4 separate regions of the Mus musculus genome follow, and all the other regions are linked to region 4. A link is a contact called in public Hi-C and HiChIP or PLAC-seq data. All regions are on one chromosome and are shown on one strand. The core of a region is the stretch at or near the end of the contact, and the rest is flanking DNA. Distances in the headings are between cores, read along the strand shown. Region 1 has its middle 42 kb from the start of Gm46023. Region 2 has its middle 20 kb from the start of Smim38. Region 3 has its middle 20 kb from the start of Gm45181. Region 4 has its middle 24 kb from the start of Ccnd1.

Region 1 (2,700 bases), core at 192-2,691, 150 kb after region 4:
AAGGAAGAGACTGAAATTGCCTCTGGCCTACTAGAAGCACAAGATTGGGTCCCTTTTGCCCCAGGATCCTTCCATCACTCCTGATTGTTTCAAGCTTCCAGCTACTAGGAACAGGGCTGGGGCCTACGGAACCTCAGCAGGACATGGGACCAGTATGTGTATATGGATGTGTGTGTATGGATGGGCATCTGTGCATTTTAGGGGGAGGTGTGTTTCTCTGTCTGTCTATCTCTGTCGGATGTACATGCATGCACATCAGTGTGTGAAGTCAGAGGTCACTGTCAGGTGTCTTTTCTTTTGTGTGACACCTTATTTTTCCAGACAGGATCTTTCACTGACTTGGCTGACAGACTGTTAGTCAGCATGCTCCAGGGACCCTTCTGCCTTCACCCCTCTACCCTTGGCCCCCAGCTCACTGAATGGCTAGACCAGTTGCCCAGCAAGCTCCAGGGTCTGCCTATCTCTATCCCTCAAGGCCTGCCACTACCCACTGCTGGGAGTCTGAACAAAAGCCCTCACCTTGCAAGGCCAGCACTTAGCCCACTGAGAGCCTTCTCCCCAGCCCCTGTGGCCTTGGGGATTTTTGTGAATGAAACTTAAGCTGAGCTTCCTGCCGCTGGCCACGCCCTGCTGCTCTGCCTTGACCACTGTATAACCTCAGGGGAAAGACGGCAGAGGGAACTTCAAAACGAAAGTGTGAGTCACAGACAAGGGGGAAAAAAGGAAAAGGACATTCTTTAGTTTCCAGAGCCAGGGCTCCAGCAGTGGCTTGCAAATATGACCTGTTCATTGCATTGCTCCTGTGATCCCCTCCAGCCCCATGTGCACAGGGAAGAGCTGCCTACTCCCCATCTCTGTCTGGGACACTTGGCAGGGTGGCTAGGCGTCCTTGCGGCCAAGCACCGATAGGTAAGCAGTTAGTAAATAACTGCAATAAACCAGGTAAGAGCTGTGGCCTGGCCAGTAGGATCCCCCCCACCCGCATTGTGGGAGGCAACAGAAGCAGGGTCTTGGGTTGCTGTTGGCTTGGGTTGCAGGGCCAGCCAGGCTTTTCAGGCAGAACGCAACGCTGAACCTCCTAGGAGGAGACAGGACTTCGAGTGGAGCAGAGGGCAGGCAGCAGAAGAGTTGCAGATGGCTAAAAGAAAGTTCAGCAAGCCCACAACAAGGACTTGGATCAGGCAGGACACACATTGGGGAGGCCCATCAAGCCCGAGCCTGCCTTGTGAGCCCCCGGATTGTCAGGGCAGAGAGGAAAACTGCTGCGTGCTTTATAGACTTTGGGGAAGTCACAGGCTCCACTTGCTTGGGGGAGGCAGGAAACCCCCTCCACCCAGGCGTCTGCCAGAGCACCCGCAGGCTTCCTCTTGTCTCTGTCCCCCTCCCCAGCACCTCTTCCCCTGAACAGCTTCCCTCTCCTGGCCCTGCTGTCCCTTTAAAGGAACTTGAATCAGAGTTGAGAATGATGGTGACTCAGGGTGGAAGGGGTGGTCACTTGCACTGGCCAGTGGCCAGGACTGCAGCGCGAAAGGAAGCCGAGCAACCGCAGCTGCCTGTGTGTGCGCCCCTGAGAGGGGCAGAAACCACAGAACCCCGTTTGAGACTCCACCACGTTGGAACTTGTGTGATGAAGTTACCCCTCACAATGGGGGCATTCAGGGTCCACCCGCGCCTGCAGGGCTGGGGCCTGTTCCTCAGGCCAGCTGATGGTGATGTCATCTTCCGTTAGGAGGTTCTCCCCCCCCCCAACTCTGTTGACTAGGGACTTAAAAAAATGCACCAGGAAACTCAAGTGCAAGCCAGGACGGAAGCCTTGGTTTTATTTATAGTTGATAACTTGTGTCCGGCTTGCTCCACGGGATGCAGAGCCTGAGGATAAAGAGCCCACAGGGGCAGATGACAGAAGGATTCGTGTCCTGGGCTACTGTGCTGTCTAATAACAAGTATGAAACTTCATTCTGAGCTTCCCAGCAGCCAAAGCAAAGAGGGGACAGGGTTTTATAGTGTGATATCATAGAAAACCAGGCTGTGAATAGCTAAGGCCCTAGATTCTATTTTCTCATGGTCAGGACAGCCATGCATCCCTGCATAGCATCCAGCAGTGTCAAAAGCATGTTATAGGCCTGGCTAGGTGATGATGATTCTTCAGAGAGCAGGAGCCATACTTGCCTTCCTGTGCACATGACAGACATTACTAATGGATTGCAGCACTCTTTCCCCTAGCCAGCTTCTGCCTCAGAGCCCCAATTCTGCAGTTCTTCAGGGAACACTACCAAAGGCCAGCACAGAACTAGAGACTGCTGAGCTTGTGACCAGCTGAGAAAGTTCTGGGAGGGCCCAGATCTGGAACATTGCTAGCACCTGGCTCATGCCTATATATAGTAGATGCCAAGGGAAAAACTGTCAGTTAAAGACAGAAAGGGGAAGGAGCCAAGGTTGGTGGAGAACTCAGTATCATCCTGAGGGTGAGGCAAGGCTGTGCATGAGCTACACAGGAAGTTATCAGTGAGGACATGGATCTTGAAAAGAAACCCTGACAGAAGCTAGGAATGCAGTGGCCCAGTCTGGTCTGGCTTCCAGCTGCAAGTGCTAGCACTCCACAGGGCCCATGAATCTCATGAGGCTGGGACTGTGGGGGTCAGAGGTAGTCATAGCTGGGTCATGTGCCCATGACAATGGCTAGTCCTTATCAAGTACTTG
Region 2 (2,700 bases), core at 113-2,612, 220 kb after region 4:
AGAGGGTGAGAGATTTTGACTCACTTTCCAGTCCTGGTGCGTTTAGCCTGAAGTGGGCTTCCGGGAGGGGATCCCATTGAGAGTCGAGGAGTATCTGTATATTCCAGGAAGGGGGAATTCCCATTCTGGCCAGGCTTCAGGAATGGAGTCACTCACAGTGTCACGGAAGTGGCATCTGGACGGGTTTGCTACAGACTGACTCTGGCTCCTCTCATCTCCTGCCTACCTGCACAGCCCAACACCACGACCATAAGAACTGGTCAGAAGACAGGACCACCTTTTATGGAACCACTGTGGGGGCCTTCTCTGTAGGCAGTCCAGTGTTCCACAAAACTCACCAGACCCACAAACATGACCCCTCAGATTCACGTCCTCTTGGACCCTCCTCTCCCTGAATGAAGGAAAAGTCAAGCAAGGATGCCAGTGTTTTTTGCCACCTCCCTCACATGCCACTTTGAAACACCCAGAAATGCAGCCCAAGCCTAGGGTCAATGCATATGGGGCAGTTTGTGCAGAGGAGTTGAGGGCCCAGAGATGTACCATGCCCACCCTCCAACTTTTCCCAGGGGAACCCCACTACCACTAAATGGTGGGAAACCATACCAACCATCAATAGACCATAAGTCAGCTCCAGACATTGCAGAACTCAAAAGTCAAGGTCCCTTCATTCAAGGATAGCATAGACGCTCTAAGCATCATTCTCAAGCAAGAAACAGAAGCAAGTGTTCCCAGCATCCACACAAAGAGCTGGGTGTGGCAACTCTGTCCTGTAATCCTAGTGCCAGTAAGATGGAAGGCAGAGAGAAGTGTATCCCCAGAAGCCTGGGGGCAGATAGTCTGGCCTATGTGAAGTTCCTGGCTAAGTTCAATGAGAGAACCTACCTCACACAAAAGGGGGAATGCACATAAAGAGAGAAGCTGGAACTGTGCTCTGACCTCTACACTGCACCACCCAGGTCTACACCTGCACCCACAGAGATGCAGCATACGAACACACATACACACACTGCATAATACATGCACATACACACACATAGATGCATAATACATGCACACACATTTGACACCATACAAAAATGCCTAATACATACACATACACAAATGCGTGCACACATGCATATGCACACATATACACACAGAAATGTATACATACATGCATACCCACAGATATACATGCATGTAAACACACACAGACGTGCATGTGTGTAAAAACACATACACACGAAATTGGAACAAACATAAAAAGAGAGATATGAGACAGCACTAGACAAATCTCAGCCAGTGATGTCCCCACAGGGTGACCAGTAGTGCTGGCCACCCAGGAGGCTCCATCTGTGCCAGGCACTTCCTTACCAAGCTACTCCTCCCTCCCCATGAGGTCAGCCTGTGGTTATCTCCGGAGATGCTGATTCACCAAAAACAATGCTAAATTCAGACTCAATTAACTTGACCTTTGCTCTCAAATTGCTAAAGGCTCTTCTGGAGAATCCAAACTGGAGCAGAAGCTCCTGTGTTGGGTGTCTAGGAACCCCACAGAGATCTCTGTGAGATCAATACAGGAGATAATAATATGTTTTGTTCCCATTTCTAGGAAGGGGTAAAGTGTCCACACTTTGGTCTTCCTTCTTCTTGAATTTCATGCGTTTAGCAAGTACCCCTTCCTAGAAATGGGAACAAAACACCCATGGAAAGAGTTACAGAGACAAAACTTGGAGCTGTGACAAAAAGATGGACCATCTAGTGATTGCCATATGCAGGGATCCATCCCATAATCAGCTTCCAAATGCTGACACCATTGCACACACTAGCAAAATTTTGCTGAAAGGACCCAGATATAGCTCTCTCTTGTGAGACCATGCTGGGGCCTAGCAAATACAGAAGTGGATGATCACAGTCAGCTATTGGATGGGTCACACGGCCCCCAATGCAGGAGCTAGAGATATTACCCAAGGAGCTAAAGGGAACTGCAACCCTATAGGTGGAACAACAATATGAACTAACCAGTACCCCGGAGCTCTTGTCTCTAGCTGCATATGCATCAAAAGATGGCCTAGTCGGCCATCACTGCAAAGAGAGGCCCATTGGACTTGCCAACTTTAGATGTCCCAGTACAGGGGAACGCCATGGCCAAAAAGGGGGAGTGGGTGGGTAGGGGATTGGGGGGGGTGGATATGGGGGACCTTTGGGATAGCATTGAAAATGTAAACGAGGAAAATGCCTAATAAAAAAATTAAAAAAAATAATGTTTTGTTCACTAAGAACCCAGTACACAGAAAAAAGTGTGAGAAACTGTGTCAGACGTCAGAGACATTCATGTTCTCACCCAGAAGGAAAGGGTTCAAGCCACTCTGATGATGTCAAGACTTGATTTTACATTTTGGATGGCGGAACCACAACTCTGACCCTCTAACCCCATCCTGACCTGGGAGAGAAGATCAGTCCTTGGGCAGAGCCAGCGTCACCAGTGCATCCCCTGGAAAATAAAAGGCCGCTCTGGAAACCATCAGAAAACATTAAAGACTAAAACTACATTTGGAGCCATCACAGTTCGGGGGAGTGAGTCCATTCTGTTGAGAGCTGCTGTAGATAAGGGGTCTGTTTATTGAATTAGGTAGGGAAATGAAGAAAATATCCTGAAATTCATGGCTGAAAATATTCCATTTCTGAACCAAGACTGTTTGCTGTTAAAAGGGAGGAGTG
Region 3 (2,700 bases), core at 121-2,620, 180 kb after region 4:
GGTAACAAAAAATAGCCAGAGACTCTGATGCAGAGAAAAACCAGTCAAAAGAAATAGACCCACGGGTGACAGATGGAGGATACAGGAGCCAGGGACTTCAAAGGTTGTTAGAGATGTATTCAAGATCCTGGCCTAGAGGCTCAGGCCTGTCAGTCCAGCCGCTAGCAAGGCTGAGGTAGGAGGATTGTAAGTTCAAAGCCAGCCTGGGCAATGCAGCGAGACTGTGCCTGTATTAATCTTTCAGTAGCTCTGACAAAAGCAATTTAAGTGAGGACAGGTCTGGTTTGGCTCACAGTTCCAGGGACAGTTCATCATAGTGAGAAAGCAGTGGTAAAAGAAACCCGATCACATTGTACCTCAAGAACAAACTTAGATTTACTAAGATTAATAATGTAAAAAAAAAAAAAATTATGCCGGACAGTGGTGGCACATGCCTTTAATCCCAGCACTTGGGAGACAGAGGCAGGCAGATTTCTGAGTTCATGGCCATCCTGGTCTACAGATGAGTTCCAGGACAGAGAAACCCTGTCTTGAAAAACAAAAACAAAAACAAAAACAAAATAATAATAATAATAATAATCCGCTAGGAAAATTCTGGAAGAAACAGGACCTAAATCTTTGTGACCTTAGATTAGGTAAAGATCTCATGTCAATTTCTCTGGAGGCACAATGAATACATTTAAAAAAATCTAGGGCTGGAGAGAAGACACAGCAGTTATAGTGCTTACTGAAGCCAGTGGTGATGTGTGCAGTGGGTCTCTGAGTTCAAGGCCAGCCTGGTCTACAGAGCAAGTTCCAGGACATCTAGGGCTACACAGAGAAACCCTGTCTCAAAACAGCAGCAGCAGCAGCACCAGCAGCAGCAACAACAACAGAGTGCTTGTTCTTCAATCATGAGACCTAGCATTCAAATCCCACATGAAGTGGCTCACAGTCATCTGCCACTCCAGCTATAAGGGATCAAATGCCCTCTTCTGGCCTCCCTGGGCACCTACACACACACAGACAAACACACACACTTAAAGAAAAATCAATCTAATACCTCTCTCTATAGATACAGATGATGTAGATTATAGATTATAAGCACAAACATAGATATAGATATATGAAGAAATCCTTAAACAGGATGTCATCAGAACTAAAACTATCTCCTGCTGAATGAAAAGGCACACACCATGCCAGGAACAAATATTTGTGAGCCACATAATTGACAAAGAATTTGGAACTCTCTCAGCAGTGGGAAAATAAGATACATGATTGACAATGAGCCAACTCTCTGAATGAGGTTTTCCCCTGAGCAAGAGAATACATGTGAATGGCTTCACCTCCACCAGTCACCAAGGCAACCAAACTAAAACCACATTGTGATACTATGATGTACTCCTTAAAGTGGTCAAACAATTGATAACTAGTTGTTTATTCTTTGGGGAGGGGCCCTCACAGTACAGTGTGCTTTGTGGATGCAGTTACAGGAAGGCATGTGTTCCTGGAGCGTATGGAAGTTAGTTCAAACATTATGGGAAAGAGCTGCTTGTAAAAGTATAAACTTATCTAAAATCCTAAAACCTGTACCCAAGAGAAAGGGACACATGGATGCTCAGGCATACTAGTGGAATCTTGTGTGTGTTTTTAGGAAGAATTGTGAAAACCTGCAAATGCTGCTTACAGCATCCCACTGAATAGAAGAATCTCCACAATGGATGAACAGTAGGATGTTTGGTGGAGTACTATACAGCAAGGTAAATAGAAGGAATAGTAATATATTTGTTGCTACACAAGATGCCAAAAAGCTAGAAGCTGTAAGATTCTGGTTCTGTGATATTCTTGGAAAGGACAAATTAGAGGTACAGAAAACAAGACTGTGTCCTCCATATATGGAAGCCCTAATTTTAACTGTTCCCTTATCTGGAGATAAGGCTTTGAGGACACAAAATAAGGTTAAAAGTGGTCAAGAGGCAGTGGTTCTCAACCTCCCTAATGCTGCAACCCTCTAATACAGTCCTCATGTATGGTTGGTTGGTGACTCCCAACAACCATAAAGTTATTTCATGGCTACTTCATAAATGTAATTTTGCTTCTATTATGAATAGTAGTGTAGATACCTGTGTTTTTCAGTGGTCTTAGGCGAGCCCTGTGAAAGGGTTCTTAAACCTTTAAAGGGGTCATGACCCCCAGGTTGAGAACAGATGCAGTAAGAAGTCCTGACCCAAAAGGATTAGTGTCTTTACAGAAAGAGTGAGAAGGCCGATTCTCCTCCACACACACCTCAACAGCAAGAAGGCCCTGACCTGACACCAGGCAAGAAGCCTCCTCAGACACTAAGACTGATACTGTGTGGATCTTAAGACTTCAGGTGTCCATAACCCCAGGGCCAAGTCCCAGATTCAACACATCTGTGGTGCAGCAGGGGCTAATGATAAAAGCAATTCCTTGGGACACGTGTGGGACTGCTCACTACATCACACTACAAGACATGGGTGATGGCAGGACTGTGTGACTTGACAGTGAGGTATTCCACAACTCTATGTGCTTGTCAGAATCCAGAGATCTCAGAGTGGGAGAGATGGCTCAGGTGGCACTTGACAAGGGATCCAGCTCAGTTCCCAGCACTCATGGTGAGCAGCTCAAAACCACGTGGCATTCTAGTTTCAGGGATCCAGCACCCTCTTCTGGTCTCCACAGGCACCTACACTCATATGC
Region 4 (2,700 bases), core at 54-2,553:
CTCGTATACACAATCACAAATAAGATAAATCATTGAACAATTTATCTAAAGTTTTTGTCAAGTTTGGAGATCAATGTTGCACTTTGTTTATAAAATTATCTTACTTTTTTGCCAGGATAGGGGAGATGGCTCAACTGGTAAAGGTGTTTGCCACCTAACCTAAGACCCCACATTCTATCCCTGGAATCCACATGGTGGAAGGAGAGAATCAGCCCACACAACTTGCCCTCTGACCGCCACACATCACAGCACATGGTCCAACCCCCTCCCCATAAATAAAATAAAAAAATATTCTTTTGTCTCATCTATGCCTGAAAGAGCTTTGAACGGGAAATGAGAACTATTTAAAGCAGTGTCTGTGGATCCCTCTGGGCTTGGAGGGCAACGAAGGTGTTTTTAATCCCCTCACATTCTCTCTCTTTCTCTCTCTCTCTCTCTCTCTCTCTCTCTCTCTCTCACACACACACACACACACACATACACACACACACACACAGACACACACACAAACACACACACAGACACACTCCAAATCTTCTTTGAACTCTGTAGCAGAGGCTGGCTTTGAACCCCTGATTCCCCTTCCTCAATCTACCAATGGCTGGGACTGCAGGTGTGTGCCACCACACCCAGCTTTAAACTTTACTGTTAGGAAGAGTGTGGGGATAAATACCCATCCTTTCTTCCTTTACGCCCTTGTTCATTTTGTTTTTTTATGAGCTTATCTCTTTGTAAGTAACTGTTATCACAGAGGGTCTGAGATTTAGACTCTGATCAGCCTATCCACCTGGTCTCCACCCCTCCTGCTGAGCCCATATAAGTTCTTGCTAGCCATCAGTGATACCAATGATGCCAACTTTTTATGTCTTTGCCAATCTGATAGATAAATCAAAACCAAAAGCAAAAGTCCTTGGGACATTTCAATTTGTGTTCTTTAATTAGTGCTGAAGTTGCTCTCTCTCTCCATATATGTGTGTGTGTGTGTGTGTGTATGTGTGAGTGTGTGTATAAGTTAATATATTATTTTTCAATATATTATTACATAATATATTGTTATAACATAACCTTTTGTCATGCTTTTCAAGAGCTCTTTATATATTACAGATCCTTAAATATCTCACTGGTCAGCTAAAATCTCTCTAGCATGTAGAACTTGTTACAGAATTTTTTTTTTTAAATTTCACAGTATGCAAGTTTACTGTACTGGGCAGAGGCCAAAGTGAGGATGATTCAGTCTTGGGTCATGCGAAGAACTTGAACATGCCCTTTGAATATCCAGAGCTAACTTGAGAATTTGACTCAGCTCTTCAGTGTTCCAGTTTCAACAAGCTCTTCATAGGAAATGAGGGGGAAAAGAGGCTGGGACTGTGAGAACTCCTATCAGCTGAAAACTTACTAGAGACACAAGGAACCCTGCAGGTTAAAATTCATTTCCTGAGCAGCTGCTGGGGAAGCCAGAGTCTTTCTCAGGTTGTTTGGGCCTTGCACCATTGTTGGTTGGGTTCCTCCATGAAGGGTTGGTTGGTCCCTCCACGAAGGGAGGGAGATGTCTGCACTGTTTTGAGTCTCAGGATCCCTTTCCTATCCAGCTGTGGTTTTGCCACTTTGAGGGGCCCTGGGAGGAAACTGTGAACTTGTCATCTGGAGATCAAGCCTTTTTGTAAGACTTCTGTTAGCTCCCAACCCTGGGTGAGGCCAGGTCTCGGAGGGCCTTGTGCCAACCCAGCCTGATAGCCACAGGGAGGGGCAAGGCGGGTCCTCTCATGTGGAATCACCCATACATAGTTTGGCAAGCAGTTTTTTGAAACAAAGCAAACTATCAGGCCAAAGGTTTCAGACCCATAAAATAGAGCCTGGTGGTGTCTCGGAGGATGAGAGGGGTTGGCAGGCCCTGCCTCCCATCACTGAAAGTCTATTCCGAGAAGACAAAGATGGCAGGCCTGTGTAGGTGCCATTAAAATGGACCTTCCTTGTGTCATGGCCTGAAGCCTGCTAGGAAATGCTCTTGTGGGGCTGAGGAGGAGGCTAGGGGGGAACCACAGCAGTAGAGATAGCTGTGTCAGGAGGTCACAGAAAGAAGGGAGTCTGGGAAATCTCAGCCCAAAGCCCTGGTAATATCCAGACAGCCACTGCCACCCCCATGGTGACCAGTATGAGCTGTGAGGAAGCCACCAAGGATATAAGATAATGATTCAGAGGGCTCCCTGGGGGTCAGGCACTGAGGGACACAGAGGGCATGTGAACCAGCCTGCTGGGGGGTCAGGGAAATAGCACAGGATCCCAGTGGGAAGGAGAAGGTGCGCTGAGAGGACTGGACGTCGAACAGGGTCTATGACATCCAGGGACAGGGCACAGGGCCGATGTCCAGGATGGAAGCCAGGGGCTCTCTGTGGTGGCGGTGAGACTCTTCAGGCCGGGGAAAGGACTCACACTGCAGCGAGAAAACGCTTTGACTCCTAAGCAGAGAGTGAGGTTTGGGAACCCCTAGTGATGGGCAGCAGGGGTTGGGAACTCTCCAGACAGTGCCCCAACCCCCATCCAGGCCGCAGGCCAGGCTTCTCCCATGCAAGCCAGGGCTGTATCATGATCTACCTTGTGTAGCATGTGCTGGGGGTTGACATCAGGGAATGGAGTGGTGGAGGTGTGTGTCATGTGAGTGTGTGATTGAGTGTCCACCCAGAGATGACAAATGGCCACCAT

Evidence for each region. Hi-C and Micro-C count contacts between places; a contact is called where the count stands out from the background. HiChIP or PLAC-seq counts read pairs in DNA pulled down with a chosen protein or histone mark.
Region 1: a contact with region 4 is called in a Hi-C map of bone marrow-derived macrophages, with 45 read pairs. The contact joins two enhancer-like sites. A contact is called at or near these places in 1 of 39 promoter capture datasets (embryonic stem cells), 1 of 15 datasets of contacts at CTCF or cohesin (the NIH/3T3 cell line), 6 of 484 Hi-C or Micro-C datasets (bone marrow-derived macrophages, double positive thymocytes, embryonic fibroblasts and 3 more), 7 of 115 datasets of contacts at active chromatin or transcription factors (the HPC-7 cell line, bone marrow-derived macrophages, embryonic fibroblasts and 3 more) and 2 of 9 other capture datasets (embryonic stem cells and embryonic trunk).
Region 2: a Hi-C map of bone marrow-derived macrophages shows a contact between it and region 4, with 29 read pairs. The contact joins two enhancer-like sites. A contact is called at or near these places in 2 of 484 Hi-C or Micro-C datasets (bone marrow-derived macrophages and embryonic fibroblasts), 4 of 115 datasets of contacts at active chromatin or transcription factors (bone marrow-derived macrophages, embryonic fibroblasts, embryonic stem cells and 1 more) and 2 of 9 other capture datasets (bone marrow-derived macrophages and embryonic stem cells).
Region 3: a contact with region 4 is called in a FOXA1 HiChIP or PLAC-seq map of pancreatic cancer cells. The contact joins two enhancer-like sites. A contact is called at or near these places in 1 of 15 datasets of contacts at CTCF or cohesin (the NIH/3T3 cell line), 1 of 484 Hi-C or Micro-C datasets (bone marrow-derived macrophages) and 6 of 115 datasets of contacts at active chromatin or transcription factors (the NIH/3T3 cell line, embryonic basal ganglia, embryonic stem cells and 1 more).

What each region holds. Positions count from the first base shown.
Region 1 is chr7:145,110,175-145,112,874 of GRCm38.p6, forward strand. No RefSeq gene overlaps it. Among named protein-coding and RNA genes, the nearest start is that of Gm46023, 42 kb to the left of the region's middle. Within about 2 kb of position 1,442, at least 291 of the 459 cell types and tissues checked have an H3K27ac peak or open chromatin away from gene starts, as enhancers often do. A contact at or near this core is called in the NIH/3T3 cell line, bone marrow-derived macrophages, embryonic fibroblasts and 1 more, where this site is marked.
Region 2 is chr7:145,186,634-145,189,333 of GRCm38.p6, forward strand. It overlaps a transcript of Tpcn2 not described here. Among named protein-coding and RNA genes, the nearest start is that of Smim38, 20 kb to the right of the region's middle. Within about 2 kb of position 1,363, at least 11 of the 459 cell types and tissues checked have an H3K27ac peak or open chromatin away from gene starts, as enhancers often do. A contact at or near this core is called in bone marrow-derived macrophages, where this site is marked.
Region 3 is chr7:145,145,506-145,148,205 of GRCm38.p6, forward strand. No RefSeq gene overlaps it. Among named protein-coding and RNA genes, the nearest start is that of Gm45181, 20 kb to the right of the region's middle. Within about 2 kb of position 1,371, at least 22 of the 459 cell types and tissues checked have an H3K27ac peak or open chromatin away from gene starts, as enhancers often do. A contact at or near this core is called in pancreatic cancer cells, where this site is marked.
Region 4 is chr7:144,962,833-144,965,532 of GRCm38.p6, forward strand. No RefSeq gene overlaps it. Among named protein-coding and RNA genes, the nearest start is that of Ccnd1, 24 kb to the left of the region's middle. Within about 2 kb of position 1,304, at least 51 of the 459 cell types and tissues checked have an H3K27ac peak or open chromatin away from gene starts, as enhancers often do. A contact at or near this core is called in the NIH/3T3 cell line, bone marrow-derived macrophages, embryonic fibroblasts and 1 more, where this site is marked.